2 separate regions of the Sus scrofa genome follow, and region 1 is linked to region 2. Evidence: chromatin contacts called from public Hi-C data. All regions are on one chromosome and are shown on one strand. The core of a region is the stretch at or near the end of the contact, and the rest is flanking DNA. Distances in the headings are between cores, read along the strand shown. Region 1 holds the start of KIAA0100 (protein KIAA0100 homolog). Region 2 holds the start of SPAG5 (sperm associated antigen 5).

The links. Hi-C and Micro-C count contacts between places; a contact is called where the count stands out from the background.
Region 1: a Hi-C map of skeletal muscle shows a contact between it and region 2, with 8 times the contacts expected there. The contact joins the promoter of KIAA0100 here to the promoter of SPAG5 in region 2. A contact is called at or near these places in 5 of 47 Hi-C or Micro-C datasets (embryonic fibroblasts, epiblast stem cells, heart right ventricle and 2 more).

Annotation. Positions count from the first base shown.
Region 1 is chr12:44,889,209-44,895,596 of Sscrofa11.1, forward strand. KIAA0100 (protein KIAA0100 homolog) reads right to left here and starts at 4,260. Exons shown (of 43, transcript XM_003131765.5): 1 at 4,101-4,260; 2 at 3,137-3,260; 3 at 2,304-2,353; 4 at 1,858-2,005; 5 at 1,561-1,679; 6 at 1,036-1,096; 7 at 663-852. The coding sequence starts at 4,168.
Region 2 is chr12:44,844,629-44,850,723 of Sscrofa11.1, forward strand. SPAG5 (sperm associated antigen 5) reads right to left here and starts at 3,899. Exons shown (of 26, transcript NM_001159311.1): 1 at 3,771-3,899; 2 at 3,381-3,506. The coding sequence starts at 3,821. It overlaps LOC102158363 (a long non-coding RNA gene), which reads left to right and starts at 4,014. Exons shown (of 4, transcript XR_299253.3): 1 at 4,014-4,296; 2 at 4,907-5,033.

The DNA of each region.
Region 1 (6,388 bases), core at 3,010-5,509, 45 kb after region 2:
AGTCGGGTCCTTAACCTGCTGAGCCACAAAAGGAACTACTAGGGCCAAATAACTTAAACCTCATTTTTACTTTTGACTAGCTGTGTGAGCTCAATCAAGTTATCTATCTAATCTTCGTAGGCTTCAGTTTTCTCATTTGTTAAAATAATAACATTTTAGGAGTTCCCGTCGTGGCGCAGTGGTTAACGAATCCGACTAGGAACCATGAGGTTGCGGGTTCGGTCCCTGCCCTTGCTCAGTGGGTTAACGATCCGGCGTTGCCGTGAGCTGTGATGTAGGTCGCAGACGCGGCTCGGATCCCGCGTTGCTGTGGCTGTGGCGTAGGCCGGCGGCTACATCTCCGATTCGACCCCTAGCCTGGAACCTCCATATGCCGCGGGAGTAGCCCAAGAAATAGCAAAAAAAGACAACAACAAAAAAAAAAGAAAAAAGAAATAACGTTTTAGTACAGCTCTAATTCATAATAATTAGGTATTAAATGTTAGTTCTTTCACTCACCGCAAGCAAATGCCTATTTCCTCCTGCTATCCTCAAAGGCCAGGGTCAAAGGCAATGGGAACTAATAAATTACACCTAAATAAGTAGTGAGACCACTGTTTTTTTCTACTTCCAAAATAACCCAAGAACAGGGAAGCTAAGAGGCTCGCTGAGTGGGGCTTTACCTGAACCAGGAACAGGCTTAGGTGCCAGGCCTGGGCCCTGGCGCAGCAGCTGACTATGGAAGAGGCCCTCGTGCAGTTCAGCATGGAGTGTCCACACATCCACAGTGATCGCCTTCAGCTGCCAGCTGCTGATACCCACCTCTAGACACAGCTCTAGGGCAAGTGAGAGCTCTGCTAGGCAGGTGTCCTCCTACAGGAAAGATAAGCCTCTAAGGTATGAATGTGTAGGGAGTTTGGGGTCAAAATGCAGTGATCTGGAACAGGTTCTTGAGGGAATCCCATAGGACACAGAATCTAGAATGGAAGCCCTAAGCTCCTTCATTTCTTATGCCCATTAGAAAAGAAGACATCTGAATGACCATGGCATACTCACCAACTGGCCACTCTTTAGAACTTTGCTGTTGATCTGACTTAGGCTCACCCCACATTTCAGCCTGGGAAAGGAAAAAAATTAAGAGCACTTGGTCCCTCTTCTCACCCTTTACCTTCAATCAAGGTTTGTTGGCTGGAGGGCACAAGGCAAGCAGAAATGCCTAATCTTAATTTCTCCTCAAATTACACAAAATGAGAACTTGATGCCTTGGTAAGAAAGCCCTGGAGTTCCTGCTGTGGTACAGCAGGTTAAGGATCCAGCGTTGTCTCTGTAGCACGGTGGGTCTGATTCTGGCCCCGCACACTGAGTTAAGGATCCAGTGTTGCTGCAGTTGCAGCATAAGTTGCAGCTGCAGTCTGCACTCAATTCCCTGGCTTGGGAGCTTCCATAAGCTACAGGTGTGGCCAAAAAAAATGAGGGGGGGCAAACAAAAAAACCCAAAAAATCTCGCTCTGACATCTACCCACCCTGAAACAACTATAAGGCAAATACCAAACTTTCTTCTACCCTTCTACCCATACTTACCTCTTCCCATCACTATCCAAAAGAAAGCTGCAATCTCTGATCTGAATGTGCCACAATGACTCAGAAGTGGCCACCTTGAGAACCATGATGTTTACAGAATCTACATGAATGGAAAATAGCTGGAAGGAAGATGCAAACACAAAAAATAATTAACAGTCAAGGCAATGCTCTTCTTTTACAGTGGAAAAAGAGTTAGGAAGCAGCTCTCACAGTAGAAAATACAGGAGAAAAATCCACCTACGACTTCAAAGCCAACCACCTCTACTTCAGTCCAGGAAAGTGGGAAAGTAGTCTCACCTGGCAAAAGATCTTCAGTAAGGATGGGCTGAAGGACAGCTCCTTTTGGTGTACCCCAGCATTCTGGGAGAATGGGGCAAACAGGCCAGAAACCTTCTGGAGGTCCGTTCTGATACGCACTTCTCCAAAGCACAAGGCCACATAGTGTCTGCCCAGAAGAGATGCCTCACTGCCATCAGATCCATCCCTTCCACAGCAGTGTCTTCCCTCCCTCACATTCACTTTCCCATCCCCCCTAAAAATGTAGCTCAAATCATGGACAATAAATAGTCTTACAGTAGCTTTCAATATCTTTCCCATAAAACAATAGCTTCCAGGCTAACCCAGAGAATAACCAAGAACCCACTACCCTCCTTGGGCTGTAAGACCTCTCTGAAACAATCTCGTTCTGCAAACCTCAATCCCAAAATATTCTCCAAAGGAGCATGAGGTGATAGGCTACTCACGGCAGATCATGGCTAAGGAGTTTGCTGGAAATCCGTAGACTATCAATTTCCTAAAACAGCAAGGGAGAAAGCTTTGTACACTAACTGCTGGGTAAGCCAAGAGCAGCCAAATTTCCTACTTTTCAAGATAGGAATTTTTTTTTCTTTTCTTTTTAGGGCTGCCCCTGCGGCATATGGAGGTTCCCAGGCTAGGGGGTCGAATTGGAGCTACAGCTGCCGGCCTACACCACAGCCACAGCCACGTCAGATCCGAGCTGCGTCTGCAAGCTACACCACGGCTCACGGCAATGCCAGATCCTTAACTCACTGAGCGAGGCCAGGGATCAAACCCACCACCTCATGGTTCCTAGTCAGATTCATTTCTGTTGAGCCACAGCAGGAACTCGAGGAAATGTTTTAAGAACAGGAGGAAGTGCAATAGCTCTCCACTAAATACTCTCCATTACTATTTCTACCAGCTTCTCTCCTCAGTGTGATAGCCTGTTCCTCACAATGACATGGACTGAACTTGCTTAGTATTTCTCTTTTACGAATATGCTGCCCTGTTTCCACTCTTAAATTAAGCTCTTCTACTTCCCATTATCTTTGTTCTGTGCTTCTGTTATCTTTCTTACATGCCCTCGACACTCTGCGCCTTATAAGCATTTTTAACAGAACCACTTGCATCAATTCCAGTATTCCCAAACTAGCTCTAAGATCATCTTGGCAAAGGGGTGCAAGGCTGCGTTAACTAGGAGAGAGAGCCACTACAATTCTTAAAAAAGGAAATCAAAAGTTGAAATTCATTTGGATCAACCCCACATACTACCCAGGGAGTTTCCCAGGACTCTCACCACTGTTTGCTGGTGCTGCTGAAATTTAAGACTAACATTCTGTATCCAAAAAAAGGAGCCAATCTTTAGTTCCGCCTTCAGCTTCCGCTGACACCAACTGGTGGCCAACCGGACCACAAGCCACCTGCAGAAAAATCCTTATGAGTTCATAGGACCCTCTCCCAATTATGGCCTCCCTCACCCCCTGCTGGCCCTAGAACACCTTCCAAAGGACCATGATTTGTAGCTGAATCTTCTGGGCAGCTCTCCTGTCTTCCAAAACACCATTCTGTCATATACATTCATCCGCGCAGATCAGGACCCCAGCCCTGGAGTGTCCCCTCCACCCAGATGAAATCAGACGAACTAAACTGCACCTTCTAAGTTGGAGACAAAGAAAGCAATCCCTCAAATCCTTAGGAACCCCAGAGATAGAGAGAAGACTCCCAAGAGAAGTCGAAGGACAAGCACCCCTGCCAGATGTGCCCATCACATCACCCCAAAGGGTCTCCTTCGCCTTCCAGACAGGTGTCCGCGAGAAGGCACTGTGGGGTCACACCCAGCCGACTCAAATGCCGCTCTCCCTGGGCAGCCAGACCTGTTCCTGCTCCCCAGGGCAGGTTGCAGGTGCCCTTCGCGCTCGCGGAAGAGGACGTTCAGAGGCGAGTGAATGGAAAAAGAAAAGCCGAGCCCCGTCCTCACTCACACCTCCATCCTCCTCCCAATCGTAGCATCTCCTCAGGCCTCGTCCGCTTGCTTGTTCTCCCCCCCACTCCCGGTTCTTCCGAGACAGCTCCGGTCGTACGCCCCCGCTCGATCCCTTTCCTAGTCGCTAGCCCCCTCCTCGGCCCCTCCCCCTCTCCATCTCCCCACCTCTAGCCCCTTCCCCCTCCCGCCCGCTTCTTTCCTGCGCGCGCCCCCTCCTCAGCCTCTCTTCCTTCCCTTCCCACTGTCCCCTCCCCCGCTGTAGCTGGGATCCCCTCACCGGCCTAGGAAGAGGGCGATGAGCGCAACCAACAGCAAGGCCAAGAGCGCGGAGAAGAACAGGGGCATTCCGGCCCCGGCCCGGCCCGGCTCTGGCCCCCGCCCTGCCGGGGCAGCCCCCGCCGGCTCCAAGCTGGGCCGCCACGGGCCGACCAGCAACAAGCGCAGGGACAGCGCGGGGGGAGGAAGCGTTGGCGCGAGTGCGCCCCGCCCCCTCCCGCAGCCAGCCAGCCTGCCAGCTGTCTTTCGGCCCCGCCCGCCCGGCGCCCGCGATCCAGTGGGGCCAACCGGCTGCTAGCGCGAAGTGTAGGCGTGGCTCCGGAAGGAGCGCACTGGGAGCGGCCCTCAAGCCGATTGACACACAGGCCCCGCCTCAGGCGCACCCTTCTGGACCCGGAAAAGCGGAACCGGGTTTACTCGCCAGGGCCTAGGCTCGCCCGGGCCTAGGCTCGCTCCCAGGATGTCAGAGGACCCGGATGGATCGCTTCACTGCGGGGAGATCCTCTCTCAAAGCGTTTCCCAGAGTAGTTGTATAGAGTCTGCGTGGCCACTTAGGGCCTGGACTGAGGCTAATGCCCCAGTTATACCCCTGGGTCATACGAAGTACTTATCCTGTCTTATTCCAGAGCCTTATCCGAACATCATTGAGGAAACCAAGGGGTAATTAAAAGGCCTCAAAAGTCCCACCTCATTCCATTCACAACAGAATGAATTTTTAACTCATTTACTGTTCAAATGTTCTAGTTAATATGTATTGTGCTGCTGTGTGGGCAGCACCATTCTGGACCTTTCCTTGCAGTTTTCAGTTTTCTACTGTCAACAGCAGTCAAAGCACTGCGCTGGAGTGGTATTACAGAAGTAAAGAATAGGAGTTCCCGTCGTGGCGCAGTGGTTAACGAATCCGACTAGGAACCATGAGGTTGTGGGTTCGGTCCCTGCCTTGCTCAGTGGGTTAACGATCACGGCGTTGCCGTGAGCTGTAGTGTAGGTCGCAGACGCGGCTCGGATCCCGTGTTGCTGTGGCTCTGGCGTAGGCTGGTGGCTACAGCTCCAATTCGACCCCTAGCCTGGGAACCTCCATATGCCGCGGAAGCGGCCCAAAGAAATAACAAAAAGACAAAAAAAAAAGTAAAGAATATTGTACTTGGAATTCCTCTGTGGCACGGTGGGTTAAGGATCTGGTATTGTCACTGTAGCTGCCCAGGTCATTGCTGTGGCGTGGGTTTGATCCCTGACCCAGGAATTTCCTCCTGCTGCAGGTAAGACCAAAAAAAAAAAAAAAAAAAAAAAGCTTGTGTGTGTGTGTGTGTGTACATATTGTACATATCTTCCACAAGAACTATCTAAGAACTATCTATATATGTTCTTGCCCTTTGGGAACAATTTATCTGGAAAGCAAACATCATTATGTGAAATAGAGAATTCAGTCAACTTTATTTTACCTGTTTCTCTGTGAAATGCAACAGGACAAATGTTCCTTCCAACTCTAGTGCAGTGATGCTAACACAGTACAAGCTAAAGAAATTCTAAGGATTTAAAAATAAATACCTCATATCCCTTTGCTCTGACATCCTCATCTCCATAAACTCCTTCAGGATTTCACTTGGGGACTTTCTTTCCCACTCCTTCAGATAAAGCCCCATTTCAACTTTCACCTAGGTTACCCAGAGTTGCTTTTACCCTCCCAACAGGTTTCCTTCCTTACCAAGTCCTCTCATTGGTCATTTCACATTTCCCCAAGGGCTCTGCCACTGTTTTTTTCAAGTTCATACTTAACTCTCAACTATAGTTCCACGATCATCCTTGTAATCTGCAGCCTCAAGATATACGCTGTCTGTGAACTTTCAGGGAAGATGTAATAACTTAGTGAAAACTCTGACCAAGCTAGAAGGGGTAACTACAACACATCTCCCTACTGTCATTCATGTTGTGCAAGTTGTTCTCTTTACTCAGATGTTTCTATCACTTGCCTTCTTTCTCCCTAGGCTATTACCACCCAACTCCCAACTATCTCATTAGCATGAAATGTTGCTTTCATTATGTTTACATTCTGGAGTGATCTCAAGGGATCGATGCAACCGAAGTAGAATAAGGGGGAAGCGGGCAGAATGAGCTCAACTAGTTTGAGACCTCAGCTTACTAAGACACGTTCTTGTAAATGAGAGCGGGTCTTAAGAGTTCTCTAGTGACTTAGCAGGTTAAGGATCCAGCATTGTCCCTGAAGCAGCTTGAGTTGCTGGTTTGTTTTGGGGGAGGGTGGCTTTTTAGGGCTGCACCCATGGCACATTA
Region 2 (6,095 bases), core at 2,649-5,148:
AAAAATGGTTAAGATGGATTCCCTTGTGGCACAGTGGGTTAAGGATCCAGCATTGTCACTGCCATGGCTCAGGTCACTGCTGTGATACAGGTTCCATCCCTGGCCCAGAAACTTTCTCATCCCACAAGTGCAGCTAAAAAAAAAAAAATTGTTGATGGAGCTCCCATTGTGGCACAATGGGATTGATGGTGTCTCTGTATTTGTTGCAGGGATGCGAGTTTGATCCTGGTCCAGCACAGTGGGTTAAGGACCTGGCGTTGCCATAACTGTGGCATAGGTGGCAGCTCTCACTTGGGTTTGATCCCTGGTCCAGGAACTCCACATGCCACAGGGCGGCCAAAAAAGAAAAAAAAAGTCAAGATGGTAGATTTTATGTTACATGTACTTTTTTTTTTTTTTTTGGTCTTTTTCAGGGCCATGCCCACAGCATATGGAGGTTCCCAGGCTAGGGGTCTAATCAGAGCTGTAGCCGCCAGCCTACACCACAGCCACAGCAACACAGATCCGAGCCAAGCCTGCGACCTACACCACAGCTCACGGCAACACCGGATCCTTAACCCACTGACCGAGGCCAGGGATCAAACCCACAACCTCACAGTTCCTAGTCAAATTCCTTAACCACTGAGCCACAATGGGAACTGCGTCACATGTAGTTTGCCATATTTTTTAAATCTTTTTTGCCCACCCCACCAAATATGTATGTGGAGTTCCTGGGCCAGGGATCAGATATGAGCTGCAGTTGTTACCTAAACCATAGCTGCAGCTATGCCAGATCCCTAACCCACTGTGCTGGATGAGGGATTGAACCTGTGTCCCAGTGCTCCCAAGACTCATCCCACTGCGCCACAGTGGGAACTCCTTACCACAATTTTTAAAAATCACTTTTATATATCTCTTTCAAAATTCAACACTATGAATAGCCATGTAACAACAAAGTGAACAACCTAGAAGAAATAGATAAATTCTTAGAATCATACACCCCTCTAAGGCTGAATCATGAATAGAAAATCTGACTAGACCAATCACTAATAAGGAGATTGAAAAAGCTTTCCAAAACACAAAAGTCAAGGCCAAGATCATTTCACAGGTTGAATTCTACCAAACATTTAAAGGAGATTTAATATTTATTTATCTCAAGCTCTTCCAAAAAATTCAAGTGAACACTTCTTAACTCCTTTTAAAAGGCCAACCAAAATTAGACAAGGACAACACAAAACAGATCTGGCAGACTAAAAAACATGCAGCAAAGACAGAGTAATTCACTATCTGTTGATGTATATAATAGAATGTGACACCCTTTGAATAGTAAATATGCTTTTTTTTTCATATGTTTATTGAACACTCAGAAAAAAATCATCCTATGCTTGGCTACAAAAACAATACATTACGGTCTGATTATAATGCGAGAAATAAATTTTTAAAGGTGACAAAAAATGGTTTTTAAGCATCTGGAAATTAAGAACCCCTCCTAGATAACCTCTGATTAAAGGTAAAAATCAAAAGAAAATTATAGACTAGTAGGGAGTTCCTCTATGGCTCAACAGGTTAAGGACCAGGCATTGTCACTGCTGCAGCTTGGGTTGCTGCTGTGGCGTGGGTTCAGGCCAAGTTTCCTGGCCTAGGAACTTCCAAATGCCATGGGCAAGGCCAAAAAAAAAAAAGAGAGTTATAACCCAATAGAAAGATGAACAAATAAGGTAAATAAGCATTTCACAAAAGAGAAAATCCAAATAACCAACACGCATATAAGAGATATACTCACTAGTAGAAAAATGCAAATTAATGAGATACTACATCAGACTGGCTAAAATTTTAAAGCTCTCTAACAACTTCTGTAAGAGGTGATGTGGGAAAATGGATATCTTCATGTAATGCTGGAGAAAATATAAATTATAATAGCTATGTGTGTATATACGTGTGTGTATACCTGTGTGCGTGTATATACAAAATATATATTATTTTTTTGCCTGTGCCAATGGCATGCAGAAGTTCCCAAGTCAGGGACTGAACCCATGCCACAGCAGTGACCTGAACTACAGCAATGAGAATACCAGATACTTAACCCACAGAGCCACCAGCAAACTCCTGTACAAGCTCTTTTAGACAGCAATCTGAAAAAAATTATTAAAATTTAAAATATCTTTCCTTCAGAGTTCCCTGGTGACCTAGGGGTTAAGGATCCAGTGTTGCCACTGCTGTGGTGTGGGTTTGATCCCTGGCCTGGGAACTTCTGCATGCCCTGGGCTTGGCCAAAAAGTATATACATATATCTTTCCTTGAAGTCAATAATCCTACTCCTGAAATTGTATCTTATTGAAATAAAAAAATTCAATATGCAAGGAGATTCTGCTGTATAGCACAGGGAACTACATCTGATCACTTGTGATGGAACATGATAGAGGATAATGTGAAAAAAACAATTATATGGATATATAGCTGGGTCACTTTGCTATGCAGCAGAAATTGACAGAACATTGTAAAACAGTTAAAAATTTATTTAAAAAAGGAAAACAAAACAACAAAAATAAATAAATATATCAACACAAAGATAATTATGTTAGCATTGTTTGCAGAAGCAAAAAAAATTGGAAACATAAATGACTATTTATGAATAAATTATAATTCATGCATATCATAGTATCTTTTTTATTGAAGTACAGTTGATTTACAATGTTCCTTCAATCTCTGCTGTACAGCCAAGTGACCCTGCCACACATACACACATTCACTTTTTTCCATGCTATTTCTACACAGTATCTTACGAATTAGTTCTACATCAGTTGACATGGATTTAAACCACATTGTTAAATGAGAAATGCAACATGCAGAAAAATGTATACAGTCAATCCTCATTATTTAAACTGAAAAGCATTTTCTACATGGCTATATCTCTCAAGACCTTTCATAAAAGTGCCACTCAGTGAGGGCAATTCTACAAGGGGCTAGTTTAAACTAGGACAGTCCGAGTACCCTGCCTTCCAGTGGTGAAACCTGATCCCAGGGGAGTTTTGACACCTCTTAGAATGAATGGACACTGCCTCATCCTTGCAACCGACTGACTTCTCCATAAGTGAGTCCCTATAGGAGGGAGACCACTAATCAAAGTGACTGTATTTCTCATACAATCATTTTGGTAAAGACTGAACAGGGGGAGGAGGGTGGTAAAAACGAACAGCTAAATAGAGGTGAGGGTTCTCAGTGGATTTCCTTTAACCACCCTAGGGCACCTCTCTGTTGGCCTGAATAGCTGTAAATGGATGTCACCGAGGTAGAAAACTTCATTATCATTGTTAATTACGTTCCAGCCCTGGTCCTCTGTTCCTCTGAGCTCTCGGCCTCGGCAATGAGCCCAGTCGAGAAGCTGTCCAGGGGAATCTCACCTGCAGCCCCAGCTTGCACAGCGACGGGGTCGGCGAGTGGCCTATCGGGGGCCCTTTTTCAGAACTGGTGAGGGCACCCGGCTGCAACGTAAGTTCTCGGAGAGGCGTTCTCATAGCTGGTTTTCCCTAAGAAAGAAGAGAGAATGTGAGAAAGCCTGGGTGCTATCAGCCCGCCCTAAGAAGTTCTCTTCCCTCCCCAAGAAGCTCACCGGCAGTAAGAGTAGACTCCAACCTCAATCTTCAACATCAGGACCAGCAGAAGACTCACGCCCCCCTACCCCAGCCTCCAGGCTCGACCAGGTTTCCAAGACGCTTGGCACTGCCAGCGCCGCCGCCCCCGCCCCGAAACCCCAGCCCAGCTCTCTCTGTCCATGATGCCCTCCTGCTTACCGGTTGGGGCGAAGGCGATAGGCTAAGGCTCAATTTTTTCACCCGCCACATCTTCAACACAAAACGCAGGGCAATTACCTCTAAGAGGCAAGAGGCGACGCCATGATCACCCGCCGTCTTTATTTGAACCTGCTCTGCGCTTCCCGATTGGCTGCGAGGCCTCAGTGCGTCAGGCGGACGCGCCCGCTCCAAGCTCGAGCCCAGAGTGCGGGGGCGGGGTCTGCATTGGCCCCGCCCCACCGGCTCTCCGAGCTCGCGCACTCTGTGGGCGGAGCCCCCAAGTCCAGACGCGGGCAGTAGGAGCGAGGCACGTCAGGCGCTGGGTAGATCTTTCGGCCTCGCTGGAAGGAGGGTACCGAGGTAGCTGGCCAGTCAAAGACTCCATCCCTCTTCTTCCAGTAGGCCACCCTCACACCCTGTCCGAAAAGTTGTCTCCGTGGCCTGGCCTTGGGAAGTCTCTCCTCAGCTTTACCTCAGTTACCTCAGTCTCCACCGGCAGGGACCGGCCTGGGGTCTAGAAGGGAAGGTGAGTGGAGTCTTTTTCACTGAGGCAGTGGCGTCCGCACATAGGCCCTGAGTCCGTGATGGCCTGAGACGTGGTTCTCAGCCAACGCTGTCATTTAACCTCTTCAGAATTTCTGGTGTTTTCTTGGGACTTAACTCAGGGCCCGCAACAAGTTGACTGGAACAATGATAGCTCGCAGGTATTGAACATTTATTAGACACCTGCTACTCTTCCAAACGCCTTTTATTTTTTGTTTGCTTTTTTTGGTTTTAGGGCCGCATTCGCTGCATATGCAAGTTCGGTGGCATATGGAGGTTCCCAAGCTAGGGGTCAAATCGGAGCTACAGCTGCCAGCCTATACACCACAGCCACAGCCATGCAGGATCCGAGTGGCGTCTGCAACCTACACCACAGCTATGACAATGCCAGATCCTGAACCCAGGGATAGAACCTGTGTCCTCATGGATACTGTTTGGGTTCGTTAAGGCTGAGCCAGGACTGGAGCTCTGGACAAATGCCTTTTATATCTTAACTCCCCATAAAGGCTTATGAAGTAGTTACCGTAAATATCTCCATTTAGCAGAGGTGGAAACTGACTCACAGATAATGTCATTTGCCCAATGCTCCACAGGTAGTAAATGGCAGAGTCAAAATTGGAACCCACACTACGGACTACTACATTCTACAGTCAGCTCGAATTCCCCCATATGGGAAATAAGCTACTGGAGGTGAGGTAGATGTTTGGAAACAGCCTAAAAGTAAGTATTCAGTTATAGTTTGTGGTAAAGTATGTTCCTTTGAACACTCATGGCACCTTATTTACACTCTGAAGTCATGAATTTGGAAAAGGCAATAACCCAGAAAAGAAAAACTACAATGCTTTGGACTGCAGGGCTTTCAGGGGATGGGCTTCTCTAGAACTGTGTTGTCTAATACCTTAGCCACTAGCCACATGTGGCTAAGTGAGCACTTCAAATGTGGCTAGTCAAATTGGGATGTGTTATAGGTATAAGATACAAACTGGATTTTGAAGACTTTGTATGAAAAAAAAAGTAAAATATTTTAAAATACTGATTGCATGTTGAAATGATATTTTAAATATATTGGGGTAAATAAAATACATTAAAATTAATATGTTTCTTTTTACCTAATTTTTAATGTGACTACTAGCAGGTTTTACTTAGGATGCTTACATTATTTCTATTGGACAACACTGCTCCAGAAATATGATAGTCCAGCCCAAAGGCAGTAGATAGCAGTTATTTGAATGGAAAACTGAGAAAAAGACAACATAGGAACACAAACATGATGATGGAGTTCCCACTGTGGAGCAACGGGATTGGCAGCCTCTTTGGAGCACTGGGTCACAGGTTTGATCCCCAGCCCAGCACAGCGTAAAGATCCAGTGTTGCTGCAGCTGTGGCATAGGTCAAAACTGTGGCTCAATCTAATCCCTGGCCCAGGAACTCCATATGCCAGGGGTGGCCAAAACAAAAAACGAAGAAAGCAAAAAACACAAACTTGAGCCTGGGATTCTGAAAAACTCAGCAGAGGGAATCCCATGGTATGTGTACTTCTGGTCAATCAAAAGATCCAGCAGGCGTTCCCGTTGTGGCTCGGTGGTTAACGAACCCGACTAGTAACCATGAGGTTGCAGGTTCAGTGGCTGTGGTGTAGGCCGGCGGCTACAGTTCTGATTATACCCTTAGCCTGGGAACCTCCATATGCTGTGGATGCGGCCCTAAAAAAGTCAAAAAGATAAAAAAAAAAAAAAAATCCAGCAAATAAAATAAGGGTGAAAATGGCAGTAAAAACAAGAT